Regions from separate parts of the Rattus norvegicus genome. Here all the other regions are linked to region 2. The links are chromatin contacts, called in public Hi-C and HiChIP or PLAC-seq maps. All regions are on one chromosome and are shown on one strand. The core of a region is the stretch at or near the end of the contact, and the rest is flanking DNA. Distances in the headings are between cores, read along the strand shown. Region 1 holds the start of Aptx (aprataxin). Region 2 holds the start of Aco1 (aconitase 1). Region 3 holds the start of Dnaja1 (DnaJ heat shock protein family (Hsp40) member A1).

Region 1 (4,562 bases), core at 809-3,308, 560 kb after region 2:
TCTGTATCCCCATTCGAGAAACATGGAAGAAAAGTCTTGGAAGACTGCTGCTGGCCTGCTCTTGTATCCCAGGATCCCAGGTGTTCAGCATAACCTATTAAGAACATACTACATGGGGGGCGAGAGGGGGGGAGGGCTGGGGAGATGGCTGAGTGGTTAAGAGCACTGACTGCCTTCCAGAGGAGCCAGGTTCAATTCCCAGCACCCACACGGCAGCTCACAACTGTCTATAGCTCCAGTTCCAAGAGGATCCAACACCCTCTTCTTGCCCCCCATGACCACTGCATGCACATGGTACATGCAGGCAGGCAAAACACTCATACACAAAATAAAAATGTAAAAAAAAAAAAATTAAGACATTCTACACAGTGGGTACTATGCTAAATGTCTCATTTACAAGGTCTCACCTTCACTATGGAAAATTAAGGCACAGACAAGTAAGTACCGTGTCAAGCAACCAAGACTCTGTGCCAGAGTTAGAATTTCAACTCTTTCCAAAGAATGGGTTCTTTTTTTTTTCTTTTTTTTTTCTTTTTTTTTTCTTTTCTTTTTTTTTTCCGGAGCTGGGGACCAAACCCAGGGCCTTGCGCTTGCTAGGCAAGCGCTCTACCACTGAGCTAAATCCCCAACCCCCAAAGAATGGGTTCTTAACTACTACACGATACTGTTTGGGGGCTCACTCACTCAATCTCAATCAAGATTTTTTCATGCCTACTATGTGCTTCATGCTATTCTAGCACTGGGAGTCAAGAGCTAATGCATATGTCCTCCTTTCAAAAGCCTCCAATCTCACAGAAGACCCAGAAATAATTATAATCAGTGGGGTATGATTTGCCTGTAGAAAGAGTATTATAGAAATACAAACCCTTAGTACCCTGTGAAGGAAAGTTTTCTGGAGATGGGATGGGCTTATAAACTTGATTAATTTGGTAGGAGTAGGCAGCCTATCTGAGCAACAAGAACCAGAAACTGGGATTAGGAAGACAATTTCTAGGCAAAGAGAACAACAAAGGCAAACACAGGAAGACATGGCACAGTGCATGGAGAAGCATTAAGTGATAGTGGAACCTAAAACTGAAGGCAGAAGGGACCAGAGACCCCAACAAGCTCCAGATAAAGCCCCATGTGACTGGCTGACAGCTGAAAAATTGTACGTTTCAATAGATTTTGAAATTCAGCAGTCAGTGAATGCTTGCTTAAAGAATAGGAGGTGTGGGGACGACATATCAGCAAACAAGTCACTAACAACCAAGCAGGAATTGGACAAAGATTTCCTTACAAAGATCATCTTGGAAAAAAAAAGTATAAAAACCAAATATGCATTTCTTTCCCACATAAACAATTCTGTAAAAAGATTTCTATGACAGAGGTCTGCAGTCTCAGTATTAAGGAGGCACAGGCAGGATATCCAGAAGTTTGAGGTCATACTACTCTACATACTGTAAACCATCTTGAAAAAAAAAAAAATGTACAAGGCCTGTATCCCATCACTGGGAGGTAGGGACAAGGGGATCAGGAATTTGAGGCCAGCTGGGCTAGTGGGGATGCTGGGACTCTTACGAAATCCCCAATACATATCGACTCCTCCAAAGTATTCTCCATCAATTCCAAATAGATGTAATTTCAAAAGCCCCAGCTTTGTTGAATCAGTCTCTGCACTATATGAAAAAGGCCTTACTGCTTCCGGCATTATTAAGGCCCGCTGAGGACACTGCTAGGGCGCCTCAAGTTACTCTTGGAAGGCGTTTCTGGCAGAAACAGAACAGCCCCGTTGGCACGGACAGTGTCCACTGTTTATCTATAAATCTTTTCAAGCAGATCTTGCAGCCAACTAGGTACAAGAGTCGGATGGGGATGGGGGGCGGGGAGTCAGAGAGGTCGGAACAATGAGGCGGAAACCAAAACTCTGAAACACGCCCACCTGAACAGGACGAAAGGGTGGGGCTTGGTCCACCCAGAAGGAAACCTCGAACTCCACCTTCAAGGTATCCGCTCCGGGTTAGCAGCCCCGGCCAAACGCCCCTGCTGGCTTCTAACCCAACCAGCTACGAAAGCAGGCCGACCACTAGCTTACCTCGACTGCACACTTACAAACCTCCACGCTACTCCGCTGCGCCTCGCCGCTTCCGGTGCTGAAAGATGATGTCACAAACTGCTGCCTAGCAACTGGTGATGATTTCAGAGTTTTTTCCAGAATTGGCCGAAACGTTCTCTTGCCGGATACCCTGGTCGAAAAGTGGTCGTAGCAGCTAGTTGTTTCCCGTGAAGATAACTCCTTTGCCTTCTCTGAGGCATCTAGCTGTCATAGCCTCCCAGGGTCTGAATCCGGAGAGATTTCAGACAGCAATCTCCTGTGGCTTTTCTATGCAGCCAAGTCGTCTCTTAGCACTTCCTCCTCAGGAAGCTTGCTATATGTTAAAGCCATCTTTGAAAGGGAAGGAACGAGGTTGGAGGTAGTGAGACAAATTCATTCTGTAGCCCAAATTGGCCTTGAACTCGCCAGAATCTCCTCTTGCCTTAGATTCCCCAGTGCTAGGATTGCAGGTGCGAGCTACCAAACACAGCTTTGAAGCCATCGGTTAAGCTACAAGCTGGAGTGCTTTACCAACCACTCACGTTCAAATTACACTTTCCTTCTCTAAGGAGAAAAAGACTAAAGAGAGAGACAGAGGAACCCTGCTAAGATTTTTTTTTATGATGTCTTCACTAAATTAACTGAGGGCAATCAGCAAGGCAGGAGGTTGGGATGACATATTTGTACTGATTTTTATTGCAATTCCAGGACGTTCCCTAAAAGTCTTGTATTGTAAATCACCAAAGACTTCTTGGCAGATGAAAGAATTCCTATCTCGTGAGTACATCAGAGTGTAGAATCTGAAACGCAGTAGAAACTGAACCTTTCAGAGTCTTTTTTTTTTGGGGGGGGGGTTGTTTAGAAAACAAGGTTTCACTGTACCCTAGGCTAATCTCAAACTCAAGATTCCCCTTTCCCCTACCTCTGAAATACTAGGATAACAGGCTTTCACCCCCATTCTCAGCTAGGAGCTCTTTTGTTTCTTGGTCAGATGGGTTGCTATTGTTTCCTTCCGTGGAAAAGCGGGCTCCACTAGTCTAATAGAGCTGACAAGACAGGATGGGAGGATGTTCCTGGGAACAAGAGAAAGATGTGCTTTTGTTGGCAGAGAAGATGCGGGTGTATGTTAGGATCAGAGCGGGAAGGGAGGAGGCATCAAAAGCTGTGCAAGCCTCAAGGCTGAGAACTCGGTCCACAACTGCTTAAGATACGGAGGCAGATCTGGTGACCTGACAGTTTACATTTTCCCTCAGGATTAAACATCTTAGCCAAGGCTTCTACGCAGATTCCATTGTGTCTCTTACAGCTAAAAATTAAACCGGGTCATTTGTACAAAATTGGTCAGGGTTTTCATAGGCACTGTATTAGGTCTAATCCATTGTCTGCAGTGCACTGACCAGAAAAACAAGGTTGTCTAGAACAATCCATGGTTAAGGGTAGGCACTTAAGACAATCATTGGGGTTCACATTGTTTGGGGACTAAGCTCCCTGTTTCAGCTTCTCTATGAATTAAACAACTACTAATTTTTGTCTTCCACTATTCTTCTCTTAACTTCCATGGGTTTGACCAGCCTGGAAATAACATTTAAATGAAATCATGAAGTATTGGTTTTTGTAATTAATTTATTTCACTTAGCTTGGTGTCAAGTTTCATCTACAATGTGGCACACGTCAAAAGTTCCTTTTTAAGGCTAATGTTTTTCTTTGGGTTTTATTTTAAATATTCTTTCTTTTTTAATTTATTGATTTTTTTAATGTGTATGGGTGTTTTGCATGCATGTATGTCTGTACACCATGTGTGTACCTGGTGTCTGAGGAGGCCAGCAGAAGGCAGATTCCCTGGAACTGTAGTTATAAGAGACTGTGAGTTGGGAATAGAACCCAGATCTTCTGAAGGAGTAACCAGTGTTCCTACTGACCCATCTAGCCAACCCAACACACATATTATTCTTTCTCATTTTCCTTTTTCCTCCATTTCTTAAAGACAGTGTCAAGGCCTTAAAAGATGGCCTTAAATTTCTGATCCTCCTGCTTCAGTTTGTTGCTGATGTTGTTGTTGTTGTTGTTGTTGTTGTTGTTGTTGTTGTGAGACAGGGCCTCACTATACCTCTGGCTGTCCAGAAACTTTTTATGTAGACCAAACTGGCCTTGAACTCACAAAATAAATTCTGCCTCTTGAGTACTGGGATTAAAGGCAAGCACCACTAAACCCAATTTTGCTTTTGTTTTCCCAAGTGCTGGGACTGTTGGGTTGTTCCTGTCTTTTGACTTTTGTGAATAATGCTACGTTTATGAGCATGGATATTCAAAACATCAAGATCTGCTTTCAGATACTTTGGAAAGCAGGATTGTTGTGTCACATAGTGTGTGTGAGTGTGTGTGTGTGTGTGTGTGTGTGTGTGTGTTCTGAGCAAGTGAAGTGTGTAGGCCAGAAGACTATATATATTAAATGTTGCCCTCACTCCCCACCTTAATTTTTGTTTTGTTT
Region 2 (4,825 bases), core at 2,177-4,676:
GTATTTTGGAGAGGTTTTGTTTTTTTTTTTTCTCGGCAGCATAGTTGGTCTGAATCTCTTCTAGGCAGCGCTGCTTGACTTTGCTTCTTCTAGACAGCTTAGCTTGTCTGAGAGTGACTCTGAACAATTCTTATGGCTTACATATGCTTAAAGTAGGGAGTGAACCTCATCAGTTTCAGGGACTTCCTGAAGCTATTTTGAGTCATTTACTTACTGTTTTAAGAAACTTCCCCGAAGAATGGAATCATCCTCCTGTAAATATCCTGTCTTGAAACATCCTATTGTTTCACTTCTCCTTTACAGCTTCTATCTTTAGAAGTTTCCTTCCAAAAATGCAAGGCTGGGAGGATGCTGCTGCTCAACAGGTAGCTGTTCCATAGAAACAAGGAGCACTGCACCTACTGGCTGCTGGTGAAGCTAAAACGTTTGATCCAGGAGCCCCTGCTCCAATCATGACCTCTTCAGCAAACTGCACTGGCTCTGGAAGACTCCGCTCTCTGTAAGACAGAGCCAGTAAATTCTAGATGAATCTGCTCACTGGGAAGTTAGTCTTCTTCCAGACTAGAGAAGGGAGTAACTCTCTCTACTGACTCAGGGAGAAAAGTAAACTGTGATTGGTGCAATGTGAGGCTTGTAGTGATTGGCTCTTAAGTGAAGCTTGTCATCTTGTTTAGGTAGGACTATGCACATGTGGGGCTGTAGTTGGTGAAATCACAGTCCACACACAAGCATGTCATATTTCCTTCTAGCTGTGTGAGACTGTTTCCCTTAACTGTGTTGTTAGTCTGGGAGACTTCTTCTGGGATTGCAATATTAGGCCTAATACAGCACCTCATAAATATCCTCTTTGACTACAGTCTTTATCAGGCTAGGCAGGTTGTATGGAGTGAAGATGCCACTTCCATAAAGGATGACAGAGACAACAGCACTGCCACTGGCAGAGACGAGGTAACTGAAGAGTTCCGGAGCCAAAAGATCTAAGAGACCTCAACGGTCAAAGCTCAGAGTGATGACACAGAAGGCAGCTAAGAGTCGCCGAGCCCTTCAAGAACTCTGAGCTATAACACTAGGGAGTGGTAAATGCAAAAAGCTATGACTTTATAGGAACAGCAGAAGTATAGAGACAGGCAGGGGCTCTGAAGAACAAAAAGGAGAGACTGTAAAACTTGGTCTCTTTGCTGGCAAGAGTCGTGACAACCAAGGATCAGGAGTTATGGTGAGGCTCGAATTGAACCTCTTCCAGGACCTCCTGATTGAGACTCATGTAGGCGGTGATAGATGTAAAAGCAGGAGAAGTTTAATCGTTCCGACAGGTCGGGGTCATCCCACTTCAAGGGGAGACGACCCTGAGCAGACTCTAACGGGTAGTTATATACCTTGCAAACAATTGGGGAAGAATTCAAACAATTGGGGGCAGGTAACTAGGCAGGGTACTATGTGCATTTGGTAGAGCAAAACAACTTTCAGATCGACTCAGTGTATCGTTCAGGACTTTTAGTTGGGAGTCAGGGAGCTTTGTGTGACAGTTCGACTTGAAGCTGTTCCAGGAACTAAACCAACTTTTTTCTTCCTAGGAAGGAAGGTTCCTTGTGCTCAGCGGTTTGTGGTGGGAATTTTCCCACTGGCCCCAGATTGGCCCCAACTCTGACTCTTTCATTATAACTCTACCTGCTGCAGAGTATAGCCTAGAGCAGGACGCCTCTGCCTCGAGTACCTGGAATTATAAGCCTTAGGCTTCGACAGCTTGGAACTCAAGTCCAGTCTATGGGTTCCTGGAACTCAGACCCTTCAACTCTAAGGGAACAACCTAGGGCAGCAAAACCCCCACCCCTAGCCAGGTGTTTGACCGACTAGTTACTAGTCATTCTCCCTATACAATGCTCATTCAAGTTAACTCGATGTGGAAACCTACACCGGATTTCCAAGCAACCTGGGCAACAAAACCTTACAGCCTTTCATCTAGAGCTAATCATATCTCTGAATTCACATTGACTTGAGAGGCCAAACTGCTAAACAAGTACAGAAACCCCCCCCCCCACACTCGTTCTCACAGCTCAGACTTCAGATGGGTAGACAGCATGCACTATCATGGGTTGCTACAGGCTAAAGACGAGTTGATATAAAATGTTGCATTCTGTGTAAGCTACAGAAATGTTGAGGTCCTGTTTTTCCGAGTATGTTCCTGATGCCACTTCCCGAGCTTTGGGCAAGTAAAGACAGAGAAACTCTCTTTTCAAAAGATCTGGGCGTGGTGTGGCAGGTGGACCTGCCATCTCAGTCGTAGGGAGTCGATGGTGGAAGGAGGTGGGGACACTGGAGGACAGAGATGACTGATTATGCAGTGTTCTGAGGCACTCAGAAAATAACGCCTGTACTTACCGCCCAGCATTTAAAAGAAAGGTGGAGAGAGGGCACTGTACAGGCTGGTTTTGTGTGTCACTTGACACAAATTAGTTATCAGAGAGGAAGGAGCCTCAGCTGAGAAAATGCCTCCATGAGATTCAGCTGTAAGGCATTTGCTCAATTAGTGATCAATGGGGAGGGCCCAGCCCACGGTGAGCCGTGCCATCCCTGGGCTGGTGGTGGTCCTGGGTTCTGTAAGAAAGAAAGTAAGCGGAGCAAGCCATGGGAAGCAAGGCAGTAGGCAGCCCTGCTTGAGTTCCTGTCCTGACTTCCTCCAATGAGTTGGAAGTGTAAGCCAAATACACCCCTTTCTCCTCAGCCTGCCTTTTGGACATGGCATTTCATCGCAGCAACAGAAATCCTAACAAGTCTTTTCTTCTTCTGGCTCACTGAGCTAGTCAGACACTTACAAGTCACACTCTGCCCCACGTGAGCGACAGTCGGCCTTCTCCCATGCTCCAGAAGAGGAAAAGCCTAGACACTTCCTGGGAGTGAACCACTAGCAACGCTAGATGCAGCCCCAGGGCCCAGTTTCTCCCGCCTATGGGGCGGAGCCACAAATATCAATGGCCTTCAGCTTAGGGCCTTTGTGGAGCAGGTCCTAGGCTCTGCCCCCACCCGAGGCCAAGATTCTCTGGATCTAGGGGCGGGGCCGGGTCCCGGGTCCATCCTCTCAGCCTAAGTCCCCAGGGTTGGCTCTGGGTTGGCCATGTAGGGACCTGGGATTCGTCCCTCAGTATGGCCTGCCTTCGGGCTCTGGAAAGAAGAGGTGTCCCAAGCTCTGCCCCTTGGCCGGAACCTCAAGTTCTGGCCCTTGGGGCGGAATAGGTCCTAGACTCCGCCCGTCTGCCACCGTCCGAAGGTTCGGAAGGGAGGGCGTGCCCTGAGCAGACTCCAAGCCTCAGCCATAGCCTGCAGCTTCTGAAGGGAGGAGGTGTCCAGGCTCCGCCCCTAGGGGCGTAGTGAGGCCCAGGTCCGGCCCCTCTCTTGCTGCAGCTGGTTCCGGCCCGCTCTCCCACGGGTCCCGCCTCGCAGCCGGAGCGTCCGGAGGACCGCTCAGGGGGAGGAGCGCAAAGTCGGCCTGGGTTCTTGCTTGCACCCGCCTGTGTGCTCCGTGCTCCGTGAGCCCCGCTGTGAGCGGTGAGTACCATGCGGCCCCGGGGCGTCCGTGCAGGCCTTTCCCACGGTACAGACCCGGGAACACCCGGCGATCTGCGGGGAGGCCGTGGAGCTGGCTCCTAGGGTGACCTCTCTGCCCGCTCCCCAGCCTGCGTCGCTTTGTACTGGGAGTGGCTCTTCTCGGCGCCCCGAGAGTTCTCGCCTTGGTGTGCGGGCCGCACCGCCAGGGTGTCAGTCTGCGGGGCCCGGCCCACGGGATAGAAAGGAGCGATTGTGCCCGGCATGTTAGAGACCCCAACACAGGGGAGAGACAGGTGGAGTGAGGGTGAGAGACCCCTCAGTGGAAGGGTTGAGCATAGAGTCCAAGGAGATCGATTGAGGAACCTAAGGAGAACTGGACAGTACTGCTCGGCCAGGCCAGTGCACTAGAACCGCACATCTCCCTGCAGCACGCATGACAGCCTCCAAGCAGAAGTTGCTTAACTTCTGGATTTAACACCGGCTGTGCACCTAAGGAACCTTTGTTATATAGATTGTACCTATTGATATTTTGTCGTGTATAAGTACAACGAATAGACATTTAATATACTTAATTCAGAATAGACCAATTATATTTCACATAACGGTGTGTGTGTGTGTGTGTGTGTGTGTGTGTGTGTGTGTGTGTGTGTGTGTGTGTTTAAATCCTGTATTTTCCCAAACACTGTTAGGGCATTTTTTAACCTTTCTACAAACCTCTGCTTCGAGGAAGACACTCAGCCTGTTGCGGTATGACATGTCATGTAGTTTCTGTATACTTTCAAGTATATCATTGAAAATGTAACATTGTGTTGTTTAGAACTGGTGTTGACAGTCCAGATACTTGCACCTGTGTTTCTCTGCAGCGTATTTTAAAACTACTGAGGCAGCCCATGCTTAGAAGGCATAGTTCACTGGGTTTGCCACTTTGTTTATGGTTCTTCCGCTCAGCACCATGGAGCTAGTTAACCTCTGATAGATACTCAGGAGCACTGTGGACCTCACTTCAGAACTGAGTACGAGATCCCCACAGATGGTGGTGACTCTTGGCTTCTGCAAACTCAATGCCTTTCATGTGTATCTTGGTTGTTTCTATGTAAACATCCATTTCCATGTAAGCATCGGTTTGCTGCATTGATGTAGCAAACCAGACCTGTGGGTTCGGGAGGTGTGTATGACTAGGCCATGCCAAACGTGTAGGGGTTGGTGTAAGCTTACCAAGTAACTGAGAGGTCATCTCTAGAATATCAGGTGGCACGTTTTTACCTCCTTTCCCCGATGTTCA
Region 3 (4,564 bases), core at 64-2,563, 580 kb after region 2:
AGGAGAGAACTACAATAATGGTCCACAGTTAAAACACACACAATATAACAAACATTTAACACATCTTATTCCACAAAAGTCTAAGCAGGAGGCCCCATGGTCTTCCTCTTCACAACTGCTCAGAGGCTGAAGAGTTCAGAGTTTGAAGCCAGCTTTGGCTACAAAGAGAGTACCAGGCCAGTCTGGGCTCAAAAACAAGGCTAAGGGGTGTAGAGAGATAACTAATCCGTTTAAAGCACTGGTTGCTCTTGCAGAGGCCCCAGGTTCACTTCCTAGCATCCACGTGGTGACTTAAAATTATCTGTACCTCCAGTTACCACAGGAACTAGGTATGCATGGGGTGCATAGACACACATGTAAACAGAACACTCATATACAAACAGTAACTAAAAAAACCTTAGAAGTCAAACAAGAAAACTAAATAATAAAATGTGACTAAGTTATCTGGAATAGTCAAATTCATAGATTCTATGTCTCTGGCTTCCTTGGGCACCTATACACACAGATACACACGATTGGAATTAAATCTTTTTAAACTATGTGAACTCTTTAAGCTTGCACCTCCACTTCTTTGATGTGTCTATTGTGTTACTGAATAAGAAAAACATTCACTGTCCCTTGAAAGCTTAAGATTCAACTTTGCCAACTATAGATTTTGATTCACTAACTGGAAATAAAAACGGTCAAAAAATTGAAACAATAAACTAAAGCAATTAATTTCGTGTTTTGCTGCTACTCTGCAGCCAAACTGGGTGGCAGACTGACTAAAAAGGTGCGTGAAGCATTCTAAATGTTTCCTGTTTGGTGCAGTCCCAGGTTCTGTCCGCCCAAGTCAGAGCCAGAAGGATCTGAAGCCTGGGCTCATCCAAAAAGCTGTGACAGGAGTGCGCTTGGGTGAAACCACCGGATCCAAAGCCTGCAAGGCTAGTCTAGGGACTAGGCCCGCCTTGCTCAGCATTTCTTGCCCGCAAGGCTCAGAGCTAAGGAGCTGCAGAAAATTAGACTCCGGTGAGGTTAGGATCCCTTCTGCACAGCGCCTGAAGCACTCGTCCCCGGCTTACGGCTCTGGGACATGACCTCTCCACCTCAAGACTTCCGCCCTCTGGTACCTCGCATAAAGAAAAAGCCTCTAGAAGATTCTACAAGGATCGGGAACCCGGGCCTGAGTCCACCCCCACAAGGCCCTTGGGCGCAGCCACTCTCCGCCCCCGCGCCGTTGCCCAGGTAACCGAGGGGCGGTGGCAGAAGCGAGGGGCGGGACTTCCGGCAAGTGACGCGCCCGGGCTCCGCTACAAAAGAGGTCGGCTGCGGCGGGCCGGGCGGAACTTTCCAGAACGCTCGGTGGGTGGTAGAGGAGCAGCGTCTGGCCGAGCTGCGCTGTGCTACGCTCCTCTTTCCGCTCTCCGGCGCCGGCCCGCTCACCGGTGAGTCTAGGTCCTTGGGTCTCCCTCGGTCGCGGCGTGCGGCCTGGGCACCAGACAGCCGGGGAAGCCGCAGCCGGAGGCGGTTGGTCCCGCGTGGGCGGGGACTGTGGGTTCCCTGAGCCGGGCTCGGTCTTCGGAAGGCTGCCGGGAATGCCCGGCGCCCTGCCCGCCCGCACGCCACGAGGCGGCCCAAGGCCGAAGCCAATTCGCCTCCCGCCTCAGACTCTTCGGTGCGCACCGCCGCCCGGGCTGGGTGGGCAGCGCTGCGCACGCGCGGACCGAGGCAGGGGTGAGGGGCTGCGGGAGGAGCGGGGCGGAGGCTGCGGCTTGCGCTTCTCCTGGCTCTCCTCCCTTTCTTTGTTGAGTCCGGCCTTCCCCCTCCGCCTTTTCGATCAGGGTGGGAGGGAGAAAGGAAGGAAACCTTAACGGTCGGCGCCAGGTGCCGGGGAAACCCAGAGGGCGAGTCAGCTCCGCAGGCCTGAGGGGCGAGAGTGGGTAAGTTGCGAGCGAGCAGGAGCAGGATGGCGAAGGGGCCTGGGCACCTGCTCTCTCGAGCTGGTCTCATAAGCCACTCCTCCACCCCCGGGTGTCCAGTGTCCCTTTCCGGCGAGGGTATGGCCTTTATCAGATGTACAAAGGCAGTGGTAATGTACTAACCAGTGGATGGAACCTATCAGTGCTGCTTTGGGTTACTAGCAAAACCTCTGGGGGAAAGGAAACCGGAAGAAACCCAATAATTCATGTGTTAGTGCAGTAGAGCAGGAACCAGCTGCTAGACAGACTTTCCTTCGCCTTCCCTGAAATTTAAATTTAGTCTGTTAGAATTTACAGCTGAATCATAGCAGGAATTTTTACCTTTTAAGACGTTTAGGGAAGGCTGTATTAATATGAGATAAAGGCAAAAAACCAGATTGCTTTAGTTCTGGTAGTTAAAAACTATAAGTTAAGAGCCAGTCATCTCTCAGGAGGCAGAAGCAGATGTTTTTTTTTTGTTTTGTTTTGTTTTGTACAAAAGGTAAAAGCAAGTTTAAAATTATCATTTTCTGATTTCAGGCTGTAAAAAATGGTGAAAGAAACTACTTACTATGATGTTCTGGGGGTCAAACCCAATGCCACCCAGGAAGAATTGAAAAAGGCATATAGAAAATTGGCCTTGAAGTACCACCCTGATAAAAATCCAAATGAAGGAGAAAAGGTAAGCAGCTCAGCAGTGTTGCCATGTGAATTAAGTCTGTACGGTAGCTGTGCTTTCTAACAGTTGTTTCTAATGGGATATCCTTTTCTGAAACAGTTTAAACAGATTTCTCAAGCTTATGAAGTTCTTGCTGATTCCAAGAAAAGGGAACTATATGATAAAGGGGGCGAGCAGGCGATTAAGGAGGGCGGAGCAGGTGGAGGTTTTGGCTCGCCCATGGATATCTTTGATATGTTCTTTGGAGGAGGAGGAAGGATGCAAAGAGAAAGGAGAGGTAAGAAAAAAATCTAGCTTACCTGCAGCAGAACAAAGTAACTGCTGATGAAAGAAAGACTTGAGAATTTATTTAAATGTTTTTTTACTCTTTAGCGTGATGTTACATTCTGTCCATGAACTGTCTCTGACTTCTGGTGTCATTTATAATTGAGTTGCTGTGGTTGTTTGGTTTGTTTGGTTTTTTATAATTTTTATTTTATGTGCACTGATGTTTTTGCCTGCATGTATGTCTGGATGAGGGTGTCAGATCTTGGAGTTATAGACAGTTGTGAGCTGCCATGTGGATGCTGAGAATTGAACCCTGGTCCTCTAGAAGAGCAGCCAGTCCTGTTAACCACTGAGCCTTCCCTCTAGCCCCTATAATTGAGATTTTATGTAACCAAAAAGTAGCTAAGCCAAAAAAGCAGGTATAACCAACTCCATATATTTTCAAACAGTAGGGTAACAAATTGTAGTAACAACTTAGGGTTTCTGGGCTGGAGAGATGGCTCAGTGGTTAAGAGCACCGACTGCTCTTCCAGAGGTCCTGAGTTCAAATCCCAGCAACCACATGGTGGCTCACAACCATCCGTAATGGGATCTGATGTCCCTTTCTGGTGTGTCTGAAGACAGCTACAGTGTACTCATATACAAAATAAATAAATCTTTAAAAAAAAAAAAAACTTAGGGTTTCTAAGCCCTTTTGTATCTTAGATAATATCACCTGCTCTTAGAACTCAGTGGTAAGTGCAGTGGCCTTTTTCTGTTAAAAATATGTTGGAGAAGGGGTTGGGGATTTAGCTCAGTGGTAGAGCGCTTGCCTAGGAAGCGCAAGGCCCTGGGTTCGGTCCCCAGCTCCGAAAAAAAGAACCAAAAAAAAAAAAAATATATGTTGGAGAAAACGAAACCTTTTCAAGCAAAGACTGGATACAGCTCGTTGCCTCCAGATAGCCTGCTGCCTGTTTACTCTTCAGCTTCATTAGCTCAGCTTAGATGCATTGACTGTTGGATCAAAAGACGTATTTTATGGGAAGACAGTATTGGAGGTTAAAATGGCACTTTGTTCTCAATATAGTTAATACAAACTAATGGGTAGGCACAGTTAGAACAAATCGGCAGCCCATTAAATTTCACTTTGCCCTTTTAAAGGTTTAAGAAGACTTGAAAATCTGTTTACTGTGTTTTTATAAGAATTTACCTATGGGCCTGAGAAATTGCTCAGTGGTTAAGAACATTTGCCATTCCTTGCAGAAGATCCAGATTTTGTTTCCTAGCACCCACATTAGATAGCTGGCTCACTACTGCCTGAAACTCTAGCTAGCTCCAGGGGACCAGACAACCTCTTTTGGCCTCTTGGTTAAACATGTATGCACAAAAAATAAAAACCTATAATCCCAATCAACTGCTAACCATAAGATGGTATGAGCTACAGAAAAGTTATGACTAAACCTTTTTGGCTTAGATCAGTTTGAGGGGTTTTGTTAACTTGTTGCTGCTTTGGAAAATGTACTTGGTCATTTTCCAGAAGCTTTATTTTTCCTTTCTTGTATTCAGTATAAAGTTGAGAAAGCTCTAACTTTCAATTTGAGAACCTACATGCTTACATGTTCTCTTTATGATAATAAAAATACAAAGTGAAGCTAGAAGCACAATGTAGTGAGACTTTTAATAACCTCATTTAAAGAGTAAA

Evidence for each region. Hi-C and Micro-C count contacts between places; a contact is called where the count stands out from the background. HiChIP or PLAC-seq counts read pairs in DNA pulled down with a chosen protein or histone mark.
Region 1: a contact with region 2 is called in a Hi-C map of hepatocytes, with 2.3 times the contacts expected there. The contact joins the promoter of Aptx here to the promoter of Aco1 in region 2. A contact is called at or near these places in 1 of 12 Hi-C or Micro-C datasets (hepatocytes) and 1 of 1 datasets of contacts at active chromatin or transcription factors (oligodendrocytes).
Region 3: a contact with region 2 is called in an H3K27ac HiChIP or PLAC-seq map of oligodendrocytes, with 6 times the contacts expected there. The contact joins the promoter of Dnaja1 here to the promoter of Aco1 in region 2. A contact is called at or near these places in 1 of 12 Hi-C or Micro-C datasets (hepatocytes) and 1 of 1 datasets of contacts at active chromatin or transcription factors (oligodendrocytes).

Annotation. Positions count from the first base shown.
Region 1 is chr5:60,616,732-60,621,293 of GRCr8, forward strand. Aptx (aprataxin) reads right to left here and starts at 2,059. Exons shown (of 9, transcript NM_148889.2): 1 at 1,922-2,059.
Region 2 is chr5:60,052,469-60,057,293 of GRCr8, forward strand. It overlaps Aco1 (aconitase 1), which reads left to right and starts at 3,427. Exons shown (of 21, transcript NM_017321.2): 1 at 3,427-3,543.
Region 3 is chr5:60,637,091-60,641,654 of GRCr8, forward strand. It overlaps Dnaja1 (DnaJ heat shock protein family (Hsp40) member A1), which reads left to right and starts at 1,314. Exons shown (of 9, transcript NM_022934.1): 1 at 1,314-1,424; 2 at 2,478-2,619; 3 at 2,716-2,893. The coding sequence starts at 2,488. It overlaps Mir207 (microRNA 207), which reads left to right and starts at 1,706; the gene lies at 1,706-1,783.